Regions from separate parts of the Rattus norvegicus genome. Here region 1 is linked to region 2. A link is a contact called in public Hi-C data. All regions are on one chromosome and are shown on one strand. The core of a region is the stretch at or near the end of the contact, and the rest is flanking DNA. Distances in the headings are between cores, read along the strand shown. Region 1 has its middle 17 kb from the start of Hesx1. Region 2 holds the start of Appl1 (adaptor protein, phosphotyrosine interacting with PH domain and leucine zipper 1).

The links. Hi-C and Micro-C count contacts between places; a contact is called where the count stands out from the background.
Region 1: a contact with region 2 is called in a Hi-C map of mammary epithelial cells, with 2.2 times the contacts expected there. The contact joins the enhancer-like site here to the promoter of Appl1 in region 2. A contact is called at or near these places in 7 of 12 Hi-C or Micro-C datasets (the A7r5 cell line, the Rat2 cell line, Schwann cells and 4 more) and 1 of 1 datasets of contacts at active chromatin or transcription factors (oligodendrocytes).

What each region holds. Positions count from the first base shown.
Region 1 is chr16:2,213,788-2,217,464 of GRCr8, reverse strand. No RefSeq gene overlaps it. Among named protein-coding and RNA genes, the nearest start is that of Hesx1, 17 kb to the right of the region's middle. Within about 2 kb of position 2,189, at least 14 of the 93 cell types and tissues checked have an H3K27ac peak or open chromatin away from gene starts, as enhancers often do.
Region 2 is chr16:2,171,227-2,175,043 of GRCr8, reverse strand. Appl1 (adaptor protein, phosphotyrosine interacting with PH domain and leucine zipper 1) reads left to right here and starts at 1,648. Exons shown (of 22, transcript NM_001399084.1): 1 at 1,648-1,768. The coding sequence starts at 1,715.

The DNA of each region.
Region 1 (3,677 bases), core at 940-3,439, 42 kb before region 2:
TTTCTTTAGCCCAGAGCATTTTTTCTTTCTTTCTTTTTGATGGAAAATCAGATTTATTTTTCCCAGCATAAGACTTTCCGTAGTTTCGACAGAAACCTCGTTTACTTATCCCACAGGAGGACCTGCCGTTTTCCTAGGCTCCTGCTCTTTTGCCTTTTCCTTACTGGCTGATTATTCCTGGATCACTTTCCTGTCTCAAGACCATAGGACTTGGTTGTTCGCTTTGCTCGCACAGCTCTTACCGCAGATACAGGAGCAGCCTCACGCTTCAGAAGAGCCGCACATGCGTGCGTGCGTGCGTGCGTGCGTGCGTGCCTGCGTGCGTGCGTGTGTGTGTGTGTACTTACGCGTGTGTGGAAGCCAGAAGTCTACGTGAGGGTCTTCATCAATTGTTCTCCATAGGGCCTCTGTATTCTAACCTGGCCTTGAACTTGTTTTACAGCTGAGGTAGATCTTGAACTCCTGATTCTCATTATAGGAGTGGGTCACAACACCTTCCAGTTTACTTTTGAGACAGGGTTGTTCACTAAACCTGGAGTTCACCAGTTTGGCTGGGCAGGCCTCAGTCACATAGCCACAGCTCTCCCATAGGGAAAATTATGGCCGTCAGTCATGGAGGGGCAGCGCCCACAAGTCCCTCTCCATGTAGCTGAAGCATCTCAGGCCAAGCCAATAGGAAGCACCTGCGGACTGTATATAAGACCCCAAACTGCATATCCAGAGCCCTGATGTCAGGAATAGGGTGTGTGTGAGAATTACTCCATCTGTCGTCTGAGAGCATCTGTCACAAGAGCCGTAACACTGCCTGCAAAGAGAATGCTGTCCTGAAGCTTTTACCACCAGAAGTCTCCAGCACCCCCCTCAGGCTAGACAGCCCTCCACCAGTTCAGCTCGGCCCAGCATAGCCAGTGCAGCATCTCACAGCAACAGCAGCTGCAGGAGCAGTGGCACCAGAGCAGCAACAATGGCGGCGGCAGCAGTGGAAGCAGAGGCCATACCCCCTCCTGGTTTGTGCGTTTTCCCCTTCGCTTGAACCCTCCCACTGGGCTAGCCAGAGGTCTCCGTGGATAGCCTCTGGTACACAGACTGACAATGGTCACAATTAGGTGGGAGATATTAGCTATTAATACTAAGTTAAACACACAGCATATGAATTAATTATCCCCTCTTTTAAGGACAGGCTTGAAGACTGAACCAGAAAGAGTTCTATAGCGAGTAGACTCAGACACTTGTCTCAGCGACTTACTGCCTGAGAACGTGTGCTGGGAAGGCCCACTGAGGACAGACTGACCCATAGGGGACCACTTTGAAGGTCTTTGGGATTTTTAAGTGACAGTCTCTTTTTGTATCAGTTCCTGTGTAACATAGTCCATGGGGGTACATGACACCAGAAAGTGTGTTCAGGTCTAGCCAGTTGTATAAGGGCTGGCCATCCCCAGAGGAGCTGCTCACAGATCAAAGTGGTCTGTTTGGCTAGGCTTATTCGATATTGTTTGAAAATGTATCCCCGCCTGGGAAGCTTAACCAGAAATCAGGACTTTAGGGAGTCTGCAGCAAGGACAAGCACTGGGTCTCGTTCTTTCTCTGTGCGCGCGCAGCCTTCCTTCTTTCTGCTTCCTTTTGAAAATCCTGCCCCAATTCCTGTGGTTCCAGAGGCTGCTGGTAAGGTGGCCCGTCTCCCTGGATTAAGACTAGTCCAGGGGTTGGGGATTTAGCTCAGTGGTAGAGCGCTTGCCTAGCAAGTGCAAGGCCCTGGGTTCGGTCCCCAGCTCTGAAAAAAAGAAAAAGAAAAAAAAAAAAAAAAGAAAGACTAGTCCACCCTTAGAGCCAGGCATGCTAGAGATGTCCACCAGCAAAGGAGGCCTAAGATAACAAAAACAGTGCTCCCTTGAGCTCGGATCCAGAGAGAGCTTAGACCTTCCAAGCAGCCTTCCAGTGTGAGCCTATGGATCTCCTAATGCACCACAAAGATTCAGCTTGTTTCTTCCCCCGCCTCAGGGAAACATCTGACTCATCCACTGGCCTTAGATGGTTTCTTTGCTATTGTTCCAAGTCTTGAAATAGAAGGTGCCTTTTGGCAGATGATCCTCTTTGTAATTTAAGAGAAAGGCCCAGCTTGGAATGCAGTTCAGCGGTGGAACTCTGCCTAGCATGTGCAAGGCCCTGGCTTCTGTCCACAGCACTGCAAGATTTACGTGAGAGTCTGTGCCAAGGTTGGACTGTAGACAGGCAGACACAAAGACACAGAGCACGAGGCTTCTACGAATGCTAGTCCAAGTACGGGCCCACTGTCGGCCACCCTCATGTGCTGTTCTAGAGTACAGCACGGCTCTCATCCCGTCCGAGCCGTCCAATGGTTCACACTAGCCTGCCTTTCCCGTACTGCCACACCCGTGAGAAACCAGCACACAGTCTCCTCAATGTCTCATCGACCTGCGCAAACCTGTAATGCACAGGACAGTTTGAGCATGGCCGACTCGGAAATCGAGCTTACTAACTAGACATAGTGTTTAGTATGCATATACATTGAGTAGGGCATCAAACCGAGGGTCCACCAACATTTTAGGTAAGTGATCCGACGCTAGGGCTACGTTCTCAGCACTTACAGTTCTTAATCTTGAAAAGAGTTTGAAAGCATTTGTGTGTGTGTGTGTGTGTGTGTGTGTGTGTGTGTGTGTGTGTGTGTGTGCATGTGTGTTATATGGAGACTAGAATAGAGTGTTGGATGCCCTGGAGCCAGAGTTGTAAGGCTCCATGTGAGTGCTGGGAAATGAACCTGGATTCTCTGCAAGAGCAGCCATCTTTCCATCCCAGTGCTCTTGACTGCTGTCAGTGCTCCAGTTCCTACTTCTTTATCTTTAATCTGAGTTTCTATAGGCAAAACAGCACCCTAAAGTTCCCTGTGCTGCTTTTCCACACAATGCATTTGAATTAATCTGAACTTCATTGTCTTTGGTCTTATTTACACTTAAGAAATGAATTCTATTTCTTTTTCTTTTTCTTTTTCTTTTTTTTTCCAGGGCTGGAGAAATGGCTCAGTGCTTCAGAGCATTGGCTGTTCTTCCAGAGGTCTTTAGTTCCTTCCCAGCAACCACATGGTGGCTCACAACCATCTATGAAGGACCCGATGCCCTCTTCTGGCATGCAGGTGTATACATAGATAGAGCACTCAGATAAATAAAATAAATAAAATCTTGTGGGGGGGAAAGAGATGTTTTTTCTTTTATCCTCACCTTTAAGTTTGAAACACTGATACAGAGTCTGAGAGTCGTCACAGTTTGTATCATTGGTATGTGCAGGAAAGCTCTCTCCTCTCTCCTCTCCCCTGTCCCCAGGCTCCTGTTCCCTACATCAATCTCAACTCCCTCAAGGCAACCAGTCTCATTTCCTGCTTTGTGCTTTTGTGTATCTTTAAATCATAACCAGATATATCTATGCCTTCCTTTCTTGCTTGTCCTTCCCACACTTTAAACATGCACTCTTTTGCACTCTTCTTTGTTCTGTAGAACAGGATACACCCTGCTGGGGTGGTGGTGGCACATGCATTTACACTCAGGAGGCAGAGTCAAGCAGATCTCTGTGAGTTCAAGGCCAGCCTGGTCTATAGAGTGAGTACAAACAAACAAAAACACCGAGTGGTCACCCCGGAGACCACCCACTGTCAGTTATGTAATGTC
Region 2 (3,817 bases), core at 399-2,898:
ATCTTGAAAGCTTTCTTTCTCTTTTCCCCCCATCCCCAACCCCTTTCATCTTTCTCTGGCATGGGGTCTCGATGTAGTCCAGGTCTCACTGTGTAGTCCTGGCTGGTCTTCTAGACCAGGCTTTCACCTTGCAAGGATCCTTGACTCTCTGTCTCCTGAATGCAGAGAATACTGGGAACATGGACATGTGTCAACACACCTTACTTGAAAGTTTTGTCTCTTTACAGCCAGGTGCATTGTGCTCATGGTAGCTAAGTAAGAAAGAAATATCAAGAATAAAATACCCATACAATGGAAGAATTGGCTCTAAACTATCTTTCCTCAAAACTAAGGATCTCTTCAGGAGGGTGCCTGTTTGATAGAGAATTTAAGGGGCAAGTTCTCATAAAAGGATCATATCACTGAAGATAGTTCTGTGGAACTATATAATTGAAGTCTATCATAACACTCCTGAAACATAGTTTTTAATCTTTCAAGAGATCATGGGGGAAAATCGGGTAACTTTAATCTCAAACATGCAGCCTCATCTTTATTACCATATTTGGATTTGCTCCAGGGTCTGGATTTGGTTCAGAGCAGCTGGAGAGCCAGGAGGCTAATACCCCTCTCTCAGCATATCATACTTTTTGAATGATAGTGGAACGGACTGGTGAATTAATGGGGAGATTTTTTTTGGAGGGGGGAATGTTAGTGATTTTTGTCATTTTCCCCCTGTGTATCGATAAACACTACAGAAAAATAAAAAAAAAAAAAGTGTGAAGCAGGAGAAAAGGGTCCATCAAGGCTGAATCCATAAAACACAACAAAACAAAACAGGCCAAATCTCCAACTGTGTGTGAATTTCACTCTACAGTCAAGGAAACCATAGAAGCTATTTGAGTCTCTTCCATAACTTTTTGGTGAAACAGAAATGCCAGTCGGTTTGTGAGAGAAGCGTTTAACAATGGAGGTAAGTCCTCCAGTAACTGTATCTTTTAAATTTTCATTTAGAAAAAAGTTTTCCTTTGTGATCTACAAGAAATAGGGTGATCGTATTTTCAGCACTGTCAAACTTCAAGGCCAGGTAAGAACTAATGAACTGTCAACAAAATCAAGGGTTTTAAACTGATGCTGATAGCCGGGTGTCCAGGAAAAAAAAACAAAACGGTTTACTACTACTACAAATTAAGGTAAAGCCTGTTAATGACACAATTGCTGATTTCACAGATTTGTATGTAAGCACCACTTGACAGGAGTTAAGACTGAAAACTTCGAGCAGGTTTGGGAAGGTTATGGCGCCAGGCGTTGGGGTTTTTCTATGGCTGCTGATGAAATACGGTGCAGGTCCCCTCGAGCCGTAGTCAGTCCAGGCTCAGGTTAGCGGTGCGCCGGCGTGATTCAGACTACGTGCTCAAATACGCGCGCCCGACGATGGAGGTAGACGCTCGCACACAGCACGGTCCGCGCGACCACTGGTCAGTGGAGAGCCCGCGGTCGGGGAGGAATTCCCGGCCAGCCCCGTAGCAGTGACCGGCGTCGCAGCGATCCAATGGTGCGCTGGAGGCGGGGCTGCTGGGCATAGGGGGGCGGGATTTCCCGCGCGGCGGCCGCTGAGCTCGGGGCTGGGGCGGCGGCGCCTGCGAGAGGGCGGACCGGGTCAGCTGCTACAGGCGGGGCCGTGCGCGGAGCTGTGGGCGGCTGCCGAGTGTCCTGCCGCCGCCCAGCCTTCGCCACGATGCCGGGGATCGACAAGCTGCCCATTGAAGAGACCCTGGAGGACAGTCCGCAGGTGAGGCGCGGGCGGCGGCTGAGGACAGCGCGCGGCCTAGCGCGGGCTTGGAGCCTCAGGTGCCCGCGGCCCAGGTGGACGCCGCCGTTCTGGGTCGCTGTCTGCCGGGGCCGCGCCCTACATTCCCGGGTCGGGCTAGAGGCCCGCGCGTGCTCGCGCGGCTGGGCCACGGGCGGGGCGGAGACCCGGCGGCCGCCGCTGTCTCTGGTGGGGCCTGGCGCTTGAGTCCGCGCCGAGTCTCCTCTGCATTTCACGGGAGGTGCTGTTTTTATCGCGATGATAGGATGTGAGATAAGTCCTGGTCGTGGCGTTTTCAAAGGAGGCCCGGCATTCGGGGGACCGCAGTGGCTAGTTTTCTTAGGAAGGGGCTGCGAGCAGGAGTGTGCAACGCCGGGTGGACGCAGGAGTGCGCTCCTTGCTTCCCGTCTTGTATCGGTGCCCGAGTCTCAGGCTGGTGACTGTCACTTGAGCTGTGCACCGCGGGTGACGGAAGGCGCCTACGCTGCTTCGAGGAGGCTGAGGCTTTGGGTAGCAGATTTGGCCCGAATAAATTCGTCAAAATGAAAGCCCCGTTTTTGTGTGTTAGAGATGATGCTGGTGTGCTTGCTCTGGCTGAAGACAATTTGTATTTCTTTTTCTGTACTGAATGAGATCAATTGTGTTTTAAAGGGTGTTGGGGCCTCTAACTTGTGTAAACTTCATCCTTATGCCAACCTTTATATATAGCGAGAGATATAAAACAATGTTGCTGGTAGATTTTTTAAAATATTACTTGCTGAGAAATACATACTTCATATGCATTTGTAGTTTAATATGCGCCCCTCCAACCAAAAAGAAAAAGGAAAAGAAAAGGGCTAGCGTTTGTTTTCCTGGATGGCACTTTTGCCGTGGATTTTGTGCCACTTTTGATTTCCAAGTTGAAATTGCGCTCAGATTGTAGAATTGATTTATTCTTTTCTCTGAAGGCTATCTTTATAGGCCAGTTGCTTGAAGGGATTCTTATCAGACTGTGAAAAAGAGAAGCCACGTTTTGGGTTATCTCGTAGTTTAAATTGTGCTTAGTGATTTTCTCAGTGTAAAGTCTTAAGATATATTTATTTCAGATGATCTGCTGCAATTTTGTGGTTGTATTGGTCAGAATTTTATCGTTTTCCTTTTTAAGAATTAAGACTCAGTACGCTGTCTGAACTAATTTTTCCCAGCTGACTTTTTATAGCTCAATAAAGACTATAAAGAGAATGGGTTACACAGTGCCCTATCTATGACTTTTGATGTAGAGACAGCCCTGAATTTTCAGTGTAAGTAGTTTACAGCTTGAATCAGTCTTCATTCTGTGTAGCTCAGACTAGCCTCAAACATGAGCTTCTCCCTGCCTCTGTCTCCCTGAGTACTTACTGCAAGCTTGAGCCATAATTACTTTCAGTTGTAATTGTTGTCTTTTAATTTAAAATTTGTTTTTAGGTTTGTAGGTGTTCTATTTGCATGTGTTTAACAGAGATCAGAAGAGGGCGTTGAATCCCTTTTTACTGGAGTTACTGATGGTTGTGAGCCATCAGTGCTGAAAATTGAGCCTGGTTCTCTAGAAGAACAGTCAATATTTTAACCACTGATTTATCACCCCAGCCCCTGTTTTTTAATTTAAACAGTGGTTTGTTTGATACTGGAGACTGGATCCAGGACCTTGCACTTGCTAGGCAAATGCTGTACTACTAAGATAAATCCTCAATTTTGCTTTTATTTACTTAATTTTTGTGTATATGTGTGTTACACATGTATGTGTGTATTTGCATCTCTGTGTATATGTGCTTATGTGCATGGAGACCCAAAATTGGTGTAGCTTCCTTGATTGGTTTCTGATTATTTACCGACACACTGTCTTCCTCAGAACCCTGAGGGTTTGCAAATTCAGCTAGTCTAGTCAACTGGCCCCAGGTATCCTGTCTTTGTCTTAGAAGTACTGAGAGTACATGTGATCTCCATACCTGCCTAGTTTTTACAAGGGTTCTAGGGAATCAGGACTCTGGTCTTCAAGCTTGCAAAACCCTTAAT